Linked DNA regions of Danio rerio: region 1 is linked to region 2. A link is a contact called in public Hi-C data. All regions are on one chromosome and are shown on one strand. The core of a region is the stretch at or near the end of the contact, and the rest is flanking DNA. Distances in the headings are between cores, read along the strand shown.

Region 1 (7,188 bases), core at 2,242-4,741, 440 kb after region 2:
AAACCAAACACGTCAGCATATGTTAAGAATGTTTTAGTAAATGATTATATTATTTCATTTATTTATTTATTACACATTTTAAAAACTGTCATCTGTCACTCGAGAATTCGCAAATTGTTCTAGCAGTTGTTCTTTTGCCTTTGTTCTTTTTGCCTCTTACTTATGTTACCTATATATATATATATATATATATATATATATATATATATATATATATATATATATATATATATATATATATATATATATATATGCATGGCAAACTTAATGCATCAAGGAGCAACATACTGAGGAGTTTCACCAATTGAAGACCATGTCACTCATACACACACACAATCACTGGGGCTGAAAGGCATCCAGAAAGAGTCAGTCAAGAGGAAGTGATGGCAGGAAGCGTCACACAAAAAGGCGCCACGGGTCAAACGTGTCTCTGCCGTCCACTTCCTCTTGTCTCTGCTCACACGCACACAAACCAGGCAAGCAGAATGAGGAAACTCTGCCCTGAGGGATTGTGGGAAGCTCCAAGCTACATAATGACAGGCTTTCCCTGTAAAAGTGGCATGACAGGTCAGATTCGGGAGCGCATCATCGACTCAACAGAACCAGATGTGTTAAGCCGGAATGGAAAAAAAGACAGTGTGCGATATGGCTAATGTTTACTAGTCAACCTGTCATCCAGAAGATTGGTTTACTAGTCAGTGGGTTAAAGTTTAATCTATGAACGACTCCCAATGGAAATGACTCACAGTGGGTCTCGGAGCTTCAGTAGGCTTTTGCTCTGAAAAAAAAAATTATTCAAAGGGGATTCCTTGGATTTTCTGAATCTCTTTTCTCTAAGTGGTTGTAAAAAACTGATTAAGCTGAACAATACTCAATTTAATTTCTTTGTTTAACCAATAAACATTGTTTGCAACAATTTTGCAGAAATATTTTTTTGGTGTGTGTATGGTGAGATGTAATTTACAAATAAGTTGATTCTTTTGATTGCAAGTTAATAGTTTATTATCTGAATCCGAATTATCTGAATAATAATTAATTCTCTGAAACAATGTGCTATAACCCCGCATTAGCTGAGAGAATCTCCTTTTTTAATCTTTTCATTGCAATTGAACTAGACCCAAATGGAATCAAATCATATCTAAAGCTTGCGAATCAGAAATTAATTAGTAAGCGACTTGCAAACGTAAATAAATTTAAATACAATTCTTTCATATCGTGAATTAAATAATTAATAAACAAATACATAAAAAAATACAGCGATGTGGTGGCGCAGTAGGTAGTGTTGTCGCCTAGAAGCAAAGAAGGTCACTGGTTCGAGCACCGGCTGGGTCAGTTGGCGTTTCTTTGTGGAGTTTGCATGTTCTCCCCACGTTCATGTAGGTTTCCTCCGGGTGCTACGGTTTCCCCCACAGTCCAAAGACATGCAGTACAAGTGAATTGGGTAGGCTAAATTGTCCGTAGTGTATGAGTGTGTGGATGTTTCCCAGAGATGGGTTGCAGCTGGAAGGGCATCCACTGCGTAAAAATATATGCTGGATAAGTTGGCGGTTCATTTCGCTGTGGTGAGCATAGGTTAATAAAGGGACCAAGCAAAAAAATGTATAATTGAATGAATAAACAAATACATAAATCTCTAAATGAAATATCATCCAAAGTCAATTTGGCACTAATAAAATCATGGATGTGAGAAGATTGTTAAAAAAAATAAATAAAAAATGATTTTAAAGTGTCTTAAAAGAACAACTGAATTTAAAGCTTGTGAATCAACATGTGACGGCAAAAACCATGAATGATGGCAAATTGTTTTTATATTTTGATTATAACTGACAAACACACAAATGAAATTAACTGAAATTATACTAAAAGTGAAATCAAATCATATGTTTGACAGTCAGAAACAAAATCGACCTTCAAAAATTTGAACGTGAGAATTGCTTTAGTATTTTTTGATTCCAACTGAAATAGACCCAAACTGAACTATAACTGAAAGAAAAATTTAGAAATAAGAACTAAATAATAAGAAAAAAACGTAATTCCCGGATGGGACTCAAACGTGTTAATGAGAGACAAAATGAAAGTGAGAAAAGGCTTTTCATATTTACATTTACATTTACATTTAGTCATTTAGCAGACGCTTTTATCCAAAGCGACTTACAAATGAGGACAAGGAAGCAATTTACACAACCAAGAGCAACAATGAATAAGTGCTATAAGCAAGTTTCAGGTCTGTAAAGTCTAAGAAGGGAAGTATTAGTAGTATTAGTTTTTTTTTTTTTTTTTTTGTACAGTTAGTGTGATATTCAGAGAGGCAATTACAGATTAGGAAGTGTAGTGGAGACTAAATAGTTGAGTTTTAAGTCGTTTCTTGAAAGTAGCGAGTGACTCTGCTGTTCTGATGCAGTTAGGGAGTTCATTCCACCAACTGGGCAGATTGAGTGTGAGCGTTCGCGAAAGTGATTTCTTCCCCCTTTGGGATGGAACCACGAGGCGACATTCATTCACAGAACGCAAGTTTCTGGAGGGCACATAGATCTGCAGAAGCGAGAGCAGATAAGAAGGAGCAAGGCCAGAAGTCACTTTGTAGGCAAACATCAGAGCTTTGAATTTGATGCGAGCAGCAACTGGCAGCCAGTGCAAACGGAGTAGCAGCGGAGTGATATCTTTACATTACAACTGAAACACACCCGTATGAATAAGGATCAAACCAAAATAAACGTAAAATCAGAGCTAAATGCGAATCAAATAAAATCTAGGCATGGGATGATAACCAGTCTCAAGGTTTAACGCGGTTTGGAAAAGTCAAGGTTTTAAAACCGCTAAAATTTTCTGTTATTCTGCAGCTAAGGGAAGGTTTTTATTTTGTGTTTTTTAGGTGTTGTCTGTGTTTTTGGAACCAACGAGGATATCAGAAATCAATGATTTATTTTTATTATTTAGCCTGACATGTTTACTGATCCAAAATATTTTGATGTTTCCTAAAATAAAACATATTGTGTTCAATAGGGGAGTTGTTTTTTTTAAATCCAGACAGACATTTAAAAAAAGAACTTATTTTAAAAACAGTAACCACAATATGTTGATATTTTTATCCAAGGTTATGATACAGTCAGAAACTTACACTGGCCTATGCCTATTGAAATCACCATGGTAACCAACCATAAAAATCCTTATGCTTTCAATACAACCTAAATTAATCCATATCAAATCAAAATGAACTGACCAAAACTAAATGCGAGTCTAAACTGAATCAGGATTCATAAAACATAAATGCAGGGCACCTACATCAAAAAGCACAACACAGTCACACGGCACAATCGCGTGATCAACAACTAGTTAACACACATCCAGTGACTTTACTGGCAGTACTAGTCAATAATCGTGCAGGCATCCAAACCGGACACTTGTTTTCTCTATGCAGTACAGTGTGTACAGACAAAAGGGACAAATGGAAGAGCGAGGGAGGTAGTGAGGGAGAAAGAGCTGCAGTCTATTATTAGTCTATGGCTCCAGCGGCAAAGTGAGGTCACATCAGAGTCCAGCTTTGGGCACGTGTGTGTGCTCGGTGTGTTTTTGCTTTCACGCTCGAGCTGCTCTACACAGCCAGAATCAGAGCGCTCCAAAAAAAAAAAAAAAAAAAAAAAAAAAAAAAAAAAAAAAAAAAGGGGGCAAGAGAAAAAGGCTTCCTGTAAACACGCGAGGAAGCCACAGTCTGTTGTGTGCGTCTCATAGCATTTCCTCAATCCGCTTGTAAAGCAGAAAGCACAGCATTTTGCACGGAACCATGAGGACATTTACATATTTTGGATCAGAAGGTGGCATGTGACAAATAAGAAAGGCTTGGAGAGCTGTCTGGTGCACAAACAACCACGGGCTGAATATTTAACTTGTCATTTGTGTGCCTTGTTTTCTATTATTACAGGGGGTGAATAAATGTGATGCCACTAGCACAAATGCTTTTATTTTACATTTTTATAATTAATTATATTCATTTTATTTTTATTATTATTATGTAATCCCACATTATATAATCATATTATACTGTAGTATGATTAAAAATATACAAAACCTTTGTTTATAGTATTTAGTAGATAAGTTAAAAATTACATTAAATAATATAAAAATAAAAAATGATAGTAGTATACTGCAGTAAAAGTAAAGCCAATTAAATATAAATTAAGGTTTTATGATTAATTAAAATAGACATTTGAGTGAAACACTAAAATTTAAAATTTACATAAATTTTAAAATGATATTTATAGATTTCATCTTACATGACAAACTAATTGTTGCATAAGATCAATTAAGCGAAATAAATAAAAACATTGCAATGCGAGTGAAAATTGTACATTCACTATATATACACAGTGCTCAGCATATATAAGTATCTATTATTTTTAAAATCATACTTTTAATAGAAAGCTATACAATATTATAGTTGTGCATATAGGTTAGATTAGTCAGTACTGAAGCCAAATCTGGAGCTTATCTAACAAAAAAATGAACAATAACGGTCCAAAATGATTTGTTATAGAAATATATTAAATACAATTTTTAAAAAGAAAAAAATCAAGAGAAGAAAAAAAAATAGTAGGTTGTAATTTGTAGTTGTAGTTTGTAATATGTTGCTTGAATTTAATGCCATTATCTTTCAATTTCTAAATATGTTTGGAAACTAAATTATTTTAAATGCAACAAAATACATAGCCAATATTCACTGAGAAAAGGATAAAAATATTCATTTTCAAAATGAGGTGTATTCAATTATGCTGAGCACTGTATATATATATTTTATAAATGTTGTTTAAACACTCAATACAATTTGCTAACTGTACGTGAAATAATTTAATAAATTTATTAAATAGATTACACAATCCAAATTGGAATTTCCTAAAGTGAAATAAAAATGCATGAATTTAAAGGTACTGAACATAAAAATATTTGAAATCGCTTGACAAATTATATTATCACAGAGATTTAAAAAGTTATAGAGTATTTTGGTGTCTTGGCCACAAGACAGACATTCACTTCATTCTTAGATTTTTAAACCATATCCATTAAAGTGACAGATCTTTGAAGATGACAAAAAAACTAACTGAATAACAAAACCACAGTATGCAAAAACAAATGTGAACTAAATCCTGGCAGATAATGCAAGTTACAGCACACTGTTCAGCAAAGGATCAATATTAGTCAGTCTATACTGCCCCCTAGTGCATTGACTAAATTTCATTAACCAGATTGTTGAGAATTCTTACCGTTGTGGAGAAAACAACACGTCCCACTTCAACCACCTGAGGGTCAGTAGACTGTGTATCAGCAACAGGATTAATCTAAGAAAAGAAAAAAAAAGAAAAACAGACAACAGAACTGACGTCAATGAGACTAACACAGTACTAACACACTGACAGCAGCATATCGAATTGATCTACATACAGAGTGCTGAATCCTGAGGGGGAATTCAGCCCTGTTTGTCAACCTGAATTGTGATATCAATTTATTTGTTCCTGTGATGGTTTGTAGTTTCACTCTTTAAACTGTCCCTGATAAATATAAAACAAATAAATATTTAATAATACTATATTAGTTTTCACCAAAAAATATGAAGACGCCCAAAGGTTTTCAACAGTGATATTATATATATATATATACACTGCCCCCCTGAATTATAAGACAGCTTGTTTATTTTTTTTTCCCAATTTCTGTTTAAAAGGAAAGAAGATTTTTTTTTCAACACATTTCTAAACATAATAGAATTAACAACTAATAATGGATTATTATGACTGTAAATAATTTTACTAGATATTTTTCAAGACACTTCTCTACAGCTTAAAGTGACATTTAATAGTTTAATAGTAATTTAATGGTTAACTAGGTTAACTAGGCAGGTTAGGGTAATTAGGCAAGTTATTGTATTACAGTGGTTTGTTCTGTAGACAGTCGAGAAAAAATATAGCTAATAATTTTGTCCTAAAAATGGTGTTTAAAAAATTGAAAACTGCTTTTATTCTAGCTGAAATGAAACAGATAAGACTTTTTTTCAAAAGAAAAAATATTGTCAGACATACTGTGAAAATTTCCTTACTCTGTAAAACATCATCTTTAAAAGAGAAGAAAACAATTCAAAGGTTTGGTTTATTTTTTATATATGGTTTATTTATATAGTTTATATAGGTTATAGTGTATATATATATATATATATATATTTATATATATATATATATATATATATATATATATATATATATATATATATATATATATATATATATATATATATATATATAAACAGTTCGGTCTGGTTCTCGATAGCCGTGATATATTTAAGTAATATCAGCACCCGTACAGCCTCTTTACCCTTTCTGTATTACTCCGCCCACATACAGCCAGCAAAAAGCAGACACTACAGATCTAGGGCCCTATCATACACCCGGCGCAATGCGGCGCAAGGCACGGCGCAAATGTTATTTGCTAGTTTCAGCTTGGCGCAAGTGTCGTTTTGCACCACGTTGTTTAAATAGCAGATCCATTTGTGCTCATCTGTGCGGCCATAGACGTTCTGGTTTAAAAAGGAAGGCGTTCTGAGGCGCACTGCTGGCGCGTTGCTATTTTGAGAAACTATAATAGATTTTTCAAAACAAACCCGGTCTAAACACCTGCGCAGAGTCGCTTACTGAATTTAGAAATATTTTTGAAACAAATATTTGCGCTTAACAAACCAAATTAATTATTTTTAGGCTAATTGATGTCTGTGCATAAAGGTTTCCCTGTGCGTAAAGGTTACACTGTAGGTGGCGAGAACGAGTCTTCGAACCTGTGTGTATACGTACTGTGAAATAACCACACCAAACATGCTACATGTATGCAGTTCACTAGAGGGAATCTGATTAATGTTAGCTCCACATCTAACTATCAAGCACATGTAGAGTTTTATGCAGTCGAGTAAAACATTTTAAAAATGTTTTTTAAAACATCTTTCTTTTAAATGTTTTCCAAAACATTAAAAATGAATGACAAAACATTTTAAATTAAATGACTGAATTGTGAATAAGTGATTGAAAGTCAAACCCGTGAGTCGTCTGACAAAAAAGTGCCCTTCTAAATCAAATCAGCAGGATGCCCTTTTGGATCTTTCACTTACTTCAAAGACTCTACTCACTACGTTTACATGGACATCTGCAATCTAGTTAT
Region 2 (6,393 bases), core at 244-2,743:
CTCAACCACGTTCCAAGAGGACCACCAGCCTTGCACATTTTCCATGTTTTCTTAACCAAACACACCAAATTCAAATCATTAGCTCATTAGTAGACTGAAAGGCCTGTAATGGATAGAGGTAAAGTTGGTTTTCTTTTCGCACATTCGTTCATTTAGAAGTCCCTAAATTGTTTACCATGTTACTTTGAATATTCGTATGACTCCTAATCAACATTAACACTATCTAATTCACTGTGAACAATGCTGTACTTTGATAGTTATTTGCTGCTAATAAGATTTCTCTATTAAAAATTTGCAAAGAAGTTATCTAAATTATATTACTAATGAGAATGTCTCAATATCCAAATATAAAACCAACTTTACCTCTATCTGTTATGAGTGTGACACCCAAAACATGCAATGATGGTGGTCCCACAGGAATGTGTTTCAGAAACACTAATTTACACAACCATAATTCTATTCAAGAATGTTGAGTCTAAAATACATTTTTTAATGATCACATATTGTGTGTGTGATCATTAAAAAAAAAATATAAAAAAAAAAAAAAAAAAAAAAAAAAATATATATATATATATATATATATATATATATATATATATATATATATATATATATATATATATATAAGTGTTTCTTTAATAATTGCAACTCCAGATTGTTGTATTGTAGTTGCAGATTGTTGTAACATCTAGCTACACTCCTCACAATTAGTGTGCCTCAAACGTGTCAGATTACCATTAAAATCAAATCACAGATCTTCTCATCCTCATCCCCCAGATCCTCTGGATCCATTCCCATGAGGAGCCGCCAGTCTGCGGCCGCAGGCATTCTTCAGGTCAGCTGCAAATGTCCCCCAGAGCTGAACTGAACAACTGATGCTGAGATTGCCAGTCTTTTTCTACCTACAGACAACATGCAAAACGAATGTAGTTTATTTCTTCACACGGACTTCTCATTGAAAACAACACCATATACCGTCACAGCACAAAAGAGTCATAGCAGAATAATAAATACACGACAAAACGCCATGCTAAATATATTAGCCAGACATATAACGTTAGTTAGTTCTCACAATGTCGATAATTAGAAATGCATGCAATTGCTCGTATTTGGGTTGGTTTTGTTCGTTAGCATAAACCTAAATTTGAACACGTCTTAATGTCAACTTTTACACATATTTGTGAAACTAAAGACACTGAAAATAACGTTTTCAGACCTTATTAAGCCATCTTGGGTTCCTCTTGCGCTCCCGCTGCTGCTAGGCAACAAGGAAAACAGTCGTAAAACGTAACGTCGTAAAATTGTCTCTGTTTGGATTCTTTTTAAAAAAAATATTTCCTTTATACGCGGTCCATTCATTATAAGGGAATCACAACTAAAACCATATATCTATCTGTGTCTATACGTTATTTGAAATGGCATTACAGAAACACAAAATCCGCGAACGGCTACTCTGTAATTCCCTACTTTTGTTGTGCCAGGCATTTTGACCCGGAAGCAGTTGTTGGACTCTGTTAATTCAATGCCGTGGATCGAACTTGCTGCTTTAGTCAACATAAACAAACATATTCTCTTTTCATTTAGCTTTTCCCCAGACATGACAAGGTGAGTTGCTTTAATTACATCCTAGCGATGACTGCTGACAGAGAAGATATTGTGAAATGACTGAAACCAGTGAATGCTAAAAGCACAGCTGAAGTTATGTTTGTTCTTTAAACCCAGCAGTCTTTTATGTGTCCAGTTGTCTTTTTATTTTCACTAAAATGTAGCTTATTTTTTACGCTTGGTTGTTGTGTCGATGTTTTATTTTCTGACTGTAATGTGTTAATTAATCGATTGATCTGAATGTAAAACAAATGCTAACTGATAGCATATGATCTGTGAGGCTGCGCCCTCTCTGCTCCGCTCAGTCCACACAGATTATCCCATTATTACTGCGATTAATCTGCTCTTTTATTGCTGCATTTCGTAGCTGCTTAAGGACGTAATGCAGTATTCTAATATAAACTTGTTTTAGAAAGGTTATATACAATTTCTGAGGCTTTTAAAAGGTTTTCCAGGGATGGAAAAGGTCATCGAAATGAATGAAATATTGAAAGATTGACGATTATGTATTTGTATGTATGTTTATTTATTTATATGTCCGATCTGGTCTAAAACATTCACAAAGTACATTTACTTCTCATTATTGTTTTAGTATTATCTAAACACTGTTATAGTATTTCTTTATGTTTCAATTAGTTACTTCATTAGTATGCTTCAAGTAAATTGTAGTCATTTTGATAATTTAACAAAAAATACATTTACCTGTATCAATTCTAGTTTTCATTTAGAGGTTCTAACATTTTCTTTCAGCTTTATGTAAAATAAACAAAACCAATCACAATGATAAAACCACATCAAAATTACAGGAACCTTAAATAGTGAAAATGTATTAAACATAAATAATATAATTGAACACTGTTGCTTCACAGCAAGAAGGTCGCTGGTTCGAGTCCCAGCTGGGCTAGTTGGCATTTCTGTGTGGAGTTGCATGTTCTCCCCGTGTTGGTGTGGGTTTCCTCCGGGTGCTCCGGTGCTTACTCTCTCCTTAGTAATTTAATTTCACAAAATCATTTTTCGCAAACTCTAAATTTTAAAATTAATTTAACATCTAATGACAATCAAAGTACAACATGGTTCACAGTCACAGTTAAATAGGTCTGATGTTGTTTTGAAGTCATATTAATAGGCATGGGCTGGTATAAGATTCTGACGGTATGATAACCTTGGATATAAATATCACAGTTTTGCGGTGTCGCGGTATGGAGATTATTGCTCTAAAATATATTCTTTTTAAATGTCTGGGTAAAAAACAAAACATTTTCCCCTTTGTACACTATATATTTTCATTTGAGAAACATTTAAAGTATTTTGGAGCAGTAAACGTGAGGCTAAATAATTTAAACGAATTTTAGACTTCTGCTGTCTTCATTTATTTCAAAAACACTAAAAAGAACACTATTGTCCCTAAAAACGAACTGTTTTTAACTGTTTTAAAACCTTGACTTTTCCAAACCGCTGCATACCTTGAACACAGTTATCGTCCCATGCCTACATACTAACATGTGATTTCAGACCCAATATTCAAAATACCATGGTAAACAATATAGGGAGCATACCACAACCTGTCACTGACTGAATGTGCGAATGTAAAACCAACTTTACCTCTTTTTAACTTTAAGACATGCACTATAGGTGATATGAATGAACTTAATTGGCCGTAGTGAATGTGAGAGTGTATGGGTGTTTCCCAGTGATTGGTTGCAGCTGGAAGGGCATCCACTGCGTGAAACATATGCCACTATAGTTGGTGGTTCATTCCACAGTGGCAAATCCTGATAAATAAGGGACTAATTTGAAGGAAAATAAATGAAAGAATGAAGAACTGAAGAATTTGTTTTTCTAACTAACCAATCAACAATTTCCTACTGATAATAGACATTATCAAGTAATTACGTTATTATACAGTTTGGAATGGCATATGAGAAACTTGGTAAAGTAAGCATATTTTATCCATAGACTTTTTTTCAAATATGCTATACAGAATTATGCAAAAGGCTTTTCTTTTGCAGTAACCTGGGTCAAGCTCTTCTGGTGAACTGTTTGCATTAACAAAATCATTATCTTTAAAAATCAATGAGGTCCACTGCCTGATATATGATATAAAGTTGGTCTCAGGCGGTCAGACCTAACAATAAGCACTGCATTAATTTTCTTTTTCCAGCACCATATCTTAAAAATGGGCAAAGCAGTGGCGCAGTAGGTAGTGCTGTTGCCTCACAGCAAAAAGGTCGCTGGTTCGAGCCTCGGCCCTGTTAGCGTTTCTGTGTGGAGTTTGTATGTTCTCCCTGCGTTCGCGTGGGTTTCCTCCGTTTGCTCCGGTTTCCCCCACAGTCCAAAGACATGCGGTACAGGTGAATTGGGTAGGCTAAATTGTCCATAGTGTATGAGTGTGAGAGTGGTTGCTGCTTGAAGGGCATCCGCTGTTTAAAAACTTGCTGGATAAGTTGGCGGTTCATTCCGCTGTGGCGACCCCGGAATAATAAAGGGACTAAGCCGACAAGAAAATGAATGAATGAATGAATGTCTTTAAAATACGACCATTTATTTTACTAATTAAGTTTAAATAAAGGATTCAATGACTCAATCATAAAGAATTCACTTATTTTATTACTCTATGAAACAAATGCATTTTTTAACAGTTAGTTGTCATCATCTACTGAGTAATGATCATGATTTGCCTATTTTGGTGGTCACATGACTAGTCATATAAAATCCCATGGTTTTACGATATTGCGATATTGTGATTACTGCTCTAGAATAAGTTATTTTTAAATGTCTGGGTTTAAAAAAATCCCATTGAAACAATTTATTTTATTTTAGGAAACATTTATAATATTTTGGTACAGTAAACATGCCAGGTTAAATAATTAAAATAAATCATGACCTCTGCTTTCTTCATTATTTTCAAAAACAGATTTCTTTACAACAAATAAAAAATACATAAAAAAACCCTTACATATGCCTTAGGAGTGGTATAACAAAGAATTTAAACCTTGACCTTTACAAACCACAGTAAACCTTAAAACCGGTTATCGTCCCATGCTTATACAAGACATTGATGTACTATAATGTTTTTCTTGGGCATTTTGAAAATGTTGCTAACATATGACAATATTGTTAAAAAGATGAAAAACTGAGGAGAAACACCGTGTAATGCATACCAGGGCAGGCCATTTTTCCGACATCGGACCAAATGGTTTTGTTTGTTTTACTCTTCCATTCCGAGCCAATCCTTACCAGTCAGCACAGATAGGGTTTCATTTTCCACTGTGGTGCTGATAAAATTGAGCTCTCTGGAATGTAATACAAACACTGATATGGATGAGGATTAGATATTTCGGTTTTGGGGAATCTTTATTTCTTACTTTACTTTGTTGTACAACAAAAAACAAATAACGATATGTAATTCCGCCTAGTCATTTATGGAGAAGCTGACAACCAGGCTACAGTGCACAGTTGTCTAACCAAGCCTAGAATTCCAAGCCGAGTACGCTTTGTAATTGATCTAGGCTCAGCTGGAATGGTACCTGACTCTTTAGTTCGGTTAGTTTAGGCATAATAGTGGAAATGCGGCTGCTATGAATCTGAGTATACGGCCTTGTTATCTGCCTTAGTTGTTGTGGTTGTAAAGTACTGGTTTATGCCTTACTTGCACAAATTTGTTTTGGGTTTTACGTTTAGTTTGAGCTAGATTCTGATGGTATGATAACCTTGGATAAAAATATCACGGTTTCACGGCATTGTGATAAAATATATTCTTTTTAAATGTCTGGGTAAAAAACTTTTTTCCCCTTTGAAAGCAATATCTTTTATTTTGACAAACTTTTTAAATATTTTGGTGCAGTAAACAAGTCAGGGTAAATAATTCAAATGAATCATTGACCTCTTCTGTCTTCATTAGTTTCAAAAACACAGACTTCTTTACAATTTAATACGGCATCTTTGGATATATTTTCTGCTTGAGATACTGTTGTCCTAAAAAGAAAAAAAGTGTAAATAAAAAATATTACACATAACTTAGAAACGGTATTACAGAAAATTTTGGTGGTTTTAAAACCTTGACTTTTCCAAACCGCGGTTGAAAACGGTTATTGTCCCATGCCTACCCTTACGTAGCAAGCACTCAGACTGACGACTAATGAGCTAATATTGCGATATTTTGTTTTTCTGCTCGATGATGTAAGCTTGCCCAGGCGCGAATGTCATGTGAGTGTGGGCCGTCGATGGGACGAGATTGGTCCTGGAGGGCCGGTGTCCATTTAGCTCCAACTTGCCTCAACATTCTTGAAAGGATGTATCTAGAAAGCCTTGTAAGACCTTGATTAGCTAGCCCAGGTGTATCTGATTGGCGTTGGAACTAAATTTTGCAAGACATCGGACACCTCCCTGGTCCAACAGTATTCAGGTACAGAAATTTAATAATCACAATGCAAAAAAAAAAAAAAAAAAAAAAAAAAATTGTTTTTCTTACTTTTTCTATTTTCTAGTAAAAAAAAAAAAAAAAAAAAAAAAAAAAAAATATATATATATATATATATATATATATAATAAATTCCATATAAATACAGTGAAGCTCTGCGTACGCGGTACTGGGAGAATTTAAAGGTCCTTGGTGGTCCAATACCCGAATAAATGGTTTCATTTTCTCATCAGTTGGAATAGAATAACGTTAGCATAGATTATGATAGAGACATACATTCTGATTACTGACATGTGCAGGAACCACCTAAATTAATTACAGCAACCTAGACCACACAGAACCTAAAAGGTACACTTTCAAATTTGAGT

Evidence for each region. Hi-C and Micro-C count contacts between places; a contact is called where the count stands out from the background.
Region 1: a contact with region 2 is called in a Hi-C map of hematopoietic stem cells, with 4 times the contacts expected there. The contact joins the enhancer-like site here to the promoter of tmtc3 in region 2. A contact is called at or near these places in 1 of 18 Hi-C or Micro-C datasets (hematopoietic stem cells) and 1 of 4 datasets of contacts at active chromatin or transcription factors (embryo).

Annotation. Positions count from the first base shown.
Region 1 is chr25:19,417,485-19,424,672 of GRCz12tu, forward strand. poc1b (POC1 centriolar protein B) reads right to left here. Exons shown (of 12, transcript NM_200118.1): 10 at 5,256-5,330. Among named protein-coding and RNA genes, the nearest start is that of poc1b, 10 kb to the right of the region's middle. Within about 2 kb of position 3,492, at least 33 of the 62 cell types and tissues checked have an H3K27ac peak or open chromatin away from gene starts, as enhancers often do.
Region 2 is chr25:18,975,070-18,981,462 of GRCz12tu, forward strand. It overlaps tmtc3 (transmembrane O-mannosyltransferase targeting cadherins 3), which reads left to right and starts at 1,494. Exons shown (of 14, transcript XM_001922451.9): 1 at 1,494-1,605. cep290 (centrosomal protein 290) reads right to left here and starts at 828. Exons shown (of 52, transcript NM_001168267.1): 1 at 736-828. The coding sequence starts at 828.